Linked DNA regions of Zea mays: region 1 is linked to region 2. Evidence: chromatin contacts called from public Hi-C data. All regions are on one chromosome and are shown on one strand. Each heading gives the region's core, a stretch centred on a gene start, on an enhancer-like site or on the middle of the called end of the contact. The rest is flanking DNA. Distances are from core to core; before and after follow the strand shown.

Region 1 (2,853 bases), core at 278-2,777, 180 kb before region 2:
AGGAGGATGACAATAGCGGCCCAGAAGTGGACCCGCTCGCCACATTTGGAGTCAGGCTCGCGGTGGGCGAGCGGAGTTTGACGTCAATGGCTTCCCTGCGACAGCCGCCGCCACATCCATGGCCGTTCCGGATATAGCAGGGAGCCGCGGGATCCTCGTCCCTTGCCCCCGCCTGCGCGGCGAGCCGGCGACCGCAACGTTGGGGAGATATGGCTCTCTAGTGGCGGCGGGTGTGCAAAGGTTGGATCCGCGGAAGGAGGCTAGGTTAGGGTTGGCGAAGGTGATAGGATAAAGGGATCCCAATTTGTAAACTGATCACCGGATGGGACGAATGGGAAGGGAGGGACTGCGGGTTGATTCATGTAAAACCGAGGGGTCTTTTTATAAAAAAATGACGCACGACGACCGTTGAAACTGGTGCTTTAATTATAGTAGAGAATTGACTGCAAAGTGAATGCGCATGGACAAGGATTATGACATTGAAGTACCGCCTGTTCTCCTCCGACGGAGACACACTTATCCCTGGTGTTGCACATGTGAGAAGAAAAGCGGAATCAAACAATAGAGAACTGAGACTAATACAGTAGCAGCAAACTTCGAATTACACCAAAATTCCAAGAGAGCTAGGCACCTGGTTCGCTGAGCAACCAGTGTGTCTTGCACATATCCAAAACTGAAATAGATTACTCATCAGCATAGGCCAACAGACACAATATCCGATTCCACGGAGCAGAATGGGAATGTGATAGATTTTGGGAGAGTGAGGAAGGGCAACCAGATCGCGAGGCAGACCTTGATGATTCGACACGGGAGGTTGTTGTTGGCCCGCACATAAGGCAGTGCCCCCGTGACAGGAGCAGGTGACAGCGCCGGAGCTGACGGTCGGCGTCATCCTAGAGTGCTCTTCTGCCTCATCACGCATAAGCTCATCCTCGTCGTCGGGATCGTCCCCTCTCGAATAAAAGGGAGAAGGGATGACGAAGAGAGAGATACTTGAGGTGTCGCTCGATGATGGAAGGAGGACGTAGGTGGCTGCGACTGAAGATGAGTGTGCCATCGACAAGGAGGATGACAGTAGCGGCCCAGAAGTGGACCCGCTCGCCACATTTGGAGTCGGGCTCGCGGTGGGCGAGCGGAGTTTGACGTCAATGGCTTCCCTGCGACAGCCGCCGCCACATCCATGGCCGTTCCGGATATAGCAGGGAGCCGCGGGATCCTCGTCCCTTGCCCCCGCCTGCGCGGCGAGCCGGCGACCGCAACGTTGGGGAGATATGGCTCTCTAGTGGCGGCGGGTGTGCAAAGGTTGGATCCGCGGAAGGAGGCTAGGTTAGGGTTGGCGAAGGTGACAGGATAAAGGGATCCCAATTTGTAAACTGATCACCGGATGGGACGAATGGGAAGGGAGGGACTGCGGGTTGATTCATGTAAAACCGAGGGGTCTTTTTATAAAAAAATGACGCACGACGAACGTTGAAACTAGTGCTTTAAGTACAATAGAGAGTAGAGATATGCTCCGTGGATATTTCGGTGAAGCGAGGGGTTGGCTCGTGTATTTTCGCAAATATCTCCTATCCCTTTTCTCCCTCCCGCGATCTCCTCCGCTCGACGCCTGTACCCCGCCGTCCCGCGTCCCCGCTCCAGCTCGAAACCCTAGACCTGTGCGGCTGTCCCTATTCTCTCCAACGGAAAGATGTACTCGGACCAGATCTCCACCGGGCGCAAGCGCTCCATCCACGACCGCCTTGACGGCGACCTCCCCGCCGGCACGGGCGCCGGCGGCCGTGTTCGTCACACGGTGTCCAAGAGGTAAGTGCACGCTGCCGCCGCCGCTGCTATTGATTTCTCCGCTACCGTCGCTTTTACGGCTCCACCTTCTTGATCGCTTGGCAGCGGATGTCTAGTTGTCTACAGATTGGAAAATTTGTCCTGCCCTGGATCAGCTGTGCGCGCTTTTCCTGTATTCTTTAATCATCAGAATAGCCATGTCCATCCGTAATCGAGTGAAGGATCCGTTTTCGTGCGCTTGCCGTGCTTAAGAATTGCTGGTGCAGACAAATTAGGTTAGGGCTCGGGTTTTGGTTTATCGGAAGAAGGCAGTGCCTTAAGCTTGGTTCCTCAGTTCTAACTTCAACGTGTGTACGTGCTGTCTCTATAGGTTTTATGTTCTGATTAAGGTGGTGGAGTAGATTTGTGTGGTGCATTACTTGTACTAGTATCACCACTGTTTCTATATCACATAGTGTTGGCGTTTCGGACCTGCGAGGACCCTCAACCAACTAGTGAATTTGTCGCTGCGTGTCCCTGCCCAGATGGGTTGATGCAAGATGGAACACAAGAGGGAGGATGAGGCTTATTTTATCTTGCACCGGGGTGCTCGTAGTAGGGATTACAAGCGTCGCGAGAGAGAGAGGGAGAGGGTTCGGCCTTAAGGTGAGGTGTCTGAGTTAGCCTCCTCCGCGTCTCTCCCACTCTTCCTCTCCCGCCTTTTTTTAAGAAGGCCCTGGACATCCCCTTTTATAGATACAAGGAGATGATCCAGTTGTACAATGGGTGTGTAGCTATGTGCTAACGTGGCCGGCGGAGAAGTACTTGAGCCCTGTAGAAGCGCAGCTGGCGTTGCGGCCCGGGGTCCTGCTGACGTTTCTTTGCTTTCGTAGAGAGTTGAGAACAACCGACGTCATGGACGCACGCAGGGAACCATCATTACCTGTTACCGGAGTAATCTAGATGGGACACCGGTCTTGTTCCTTCGTAGCCTGAGGCAACTAGCTAGGGGTAGGGTAATGATGTATCCCCAGTGGCGTAGTCGGTCCGAGGCCGAGGTCGGGCGAGGCGGAAACTTCTCCTGAGGCC
Region 2 (2,700 bases), core at 9-2,508:
CGTTGGCACCATGGTCACGTTCCCCGTCTTCTGCCAGTGCCCGGCCACCGCCGACAACGCCACGACGCTCGTCACCTATGTCATGCAGCCCGTGGACACGTACGTGTCCGTTGCCGCCGCCTTCTCCGTTGCCTATCCACAGTGAAAGACACGATGTGGCGGCCACCTGTGCATGCACTGAGGATGAGCGCGCTGCTGCTGCTCCTCTGCGCGTTCAGGGGCGGACCCAGGAAATAATGGGACTGAGGGTATACTTGCAAAGATGAGCGCTAAAATACTAAAAGAGCCTCTAAGTTAGTCTGACCAGGGGACCTCATAGTAAAAATCTAGACACTACTACTTACAACAGAGAAATGAGCGGGGGCCTGTGCCCCCACTCGCATCAACGTAGGTCCGCCCCTGTGCGCGTTCCCCACCCCGGCGCGGTCGTAGAACACGACCACAACCACGACCAAATTTATTCAACTAGATGGAGCCGAAGGCTGAAGGTACAACTGGTGATAAAACAATATATGATTTGTGCATGAATATGTGCTTCAGCTTGTGCAACATAAGACAAGTTAGAAATTTAACTATCTGCGTGCGGTCATTAATGTCTTAGAAATTTTAACTCTTGTGGCAACGCACGAGCACATATCTAGTTAGGGCCCGTTTGGCACAGCTCCAGCTCCTGATTCTAAGCGAGGATCTAGAGGAGCCGTGCCAAACGAGTATTTTTAAAAACTGATTCTCGTGTGGAGCCGAAAGATCAAGAGTCGTTTTTGTGAAAAAAGGTGGGATCTAAAAAAACCTGCTCCACCCTCCCTTAAAACAGCTCCTCAACCAACCAAATATAGACCTCCCCTTAAAGTTTGATCGAAATTACCCGCAATTGCCATTGGACAAAAACATAACGAGCCAATTTATGGATTAAACATTTGAGACCATTTTATGCACTACTATGATGGGAATATTTTATATGTTATTGTTTCATATTTTTCCGTATATGCATCCTACTTATTGGTTTGTAACAGAGTTGAACTGCAAAGGGTAAAACAGACAATCGCCACAGACCACCAACTCTCAGAAGACAAGAATCAGTTTACTTGCCAAACGGTTTAAAAATAATTCTGATTTTCTAGGAGAATCAGGAGGATCAGCTCCTCACGAGGATCAGGATCCGGAACTAAAGAAGCAGGAGCTGGAGCTTTGCCAAACGAGCCCTTAATCTTATGACTGAAGTAAAGGACCCTAACCCTTGTCGTGTCGGTTTGTCCTCGCTTCAGTTACCCTCGTGACTGACACCCAATGGGTTAATCATAGTTTACCTCCGGCGCATTCTTAAACCCCTACCTAAGCTGCATAGCTAGGGTTTCCACGCATGGCGACCACGACGCCGCCTACGGCGATCCTAGGCACCCTCGTCGACTTCACATCGCGGGAGAACTGGGACAAGTTCTTCGCGCTCCGCGGCACGGGGGACAGTTTCGAGTGGTATGCGGAGTGGCCTAACCTCCGGGCCCCGCTCCTCGACCTCCTCGGGGACCGCGGCGCCGCAGCGGGGGCGGCCCAGGAGATCCTGGTGCCAGCGTGCGGGAGTTCGGTGCTGTCGGAGAAGCTCTACGACGCGGGGTTCTGCCGCGTCACCAATGTTGATTTCTCCCGCGTCGTCGTCGCCGACATGCTCCGCCGTCACGCACGCGCGAGGCCAGAGATGCGCTGGCGTGTCATGGACATGACCGACATGCAGGTATTATCCATGTTCTGTAGACTACGGTGTATGGGCTGGGTTAGTTTATGTCGACCTTGCATTCTGGGTTTACCGGCAATGCAGTTGCTTGTCACTGGAATAATTTTAATTTGGGACATTGGTGGTTTGGTAGTTGTAGTGGTGAAGTTTGTTTGTTGAAAATTTGAAATGCTTGTATATGCTATGTTCCAAATTATAAGTCACTTGCGCAGCCAAAATCAAACTTCTCTAAATTTTGACCAAGTCTATAGAAAAATGTACTAATATCTACAACAAATTAGTTTTATTGAATTCACCATGCAATGTGTTGAGAGTAAACTTATTTGGTATTACAGTATAGATGCCAATGTATATTTCTATAAACTTGGCCAAAGTTGGAGAAGTTTGACTTAGGGCAAAACCAAAATGGTCTATAATTTGGAAACCGATGCAGTACTAGTTAATTAGGATTCTGATCTTTGAGCATAATGATAATGTTGGAGCTATTAGTAGTTTCTGCTTTGCAAACTGCGATGCTCTATCAGGCATGTGGTGTTATGGAGATGATGTTGATTACTGGATATAGTGTCAATGTAGTGTCTGAGTTTATTGTCTATCACCTAGCATGTCAACAGTTGATCCATGAGCTCAATGTTTCTGGGCGATTTGAGTAGGCAACACATGGTTCAGCTACATTTGGTTGATTCCAGCTTTTGTGTGCATGAATTCCAGCCTGTACAAGGTTGTAGCCCTAAGGTAGCTTTGACAAGGTACTATAGTGTTGATTCAGCTTCTGTGGCATGGTAGATGAATCCAAACCAAGGGAAAACTTTTCTTTTGATTGGGTTCTAAATTTTCATTTCCTACCTATTTGTTGTTTGTCTTTGGCCTTTCCATTAATAATTGCTAGGTGCTCCTAAGTTTAGTTTAATGTGATTTATTTTTAAGCGATATATTTCCAATAAAAAATATATGACGTTGAATTGCTACTT

The links. Hi-C and Micro-C count contacts between places; a contact is called where the count stands out from the background.
Region 1: a Hi-C map of tassel shows a contact between it and region 2, with 1.9 times the contacts expected there. The contact joins the promoter of LOC100192856 here to the promoter of LOC100192930 in region 2. A contact is called at or near these places in 3 of 25 Hi-C or Micro-C datasets (ear, leaf and tassel).

What each region holds. Positions count from the first base shown.
Region 1 is chr10:109,399,139-109,401,991 of Zm-B73-REFERENCE-NAM-5.0, reverse strand. It overlaps LOC100192856 (SAM domain protein), which reads left to right and starts at 1,527. Exons shown (of 6, transcript NM_001138045.1): 1 at 1,527-1,806. The coding sequence starts at 1,691.
Region 2 is chr10:109,222,331-109,225,030 of Zm-B73-REFERENCE-NAM-5.0, reverse strand. LOC100192930 reads left to right here and starts at 1,258. Exons shown (of 16, transcript XM_008664907.2): 1 at 1,258-1,729. The coding sequence starts at 1,361.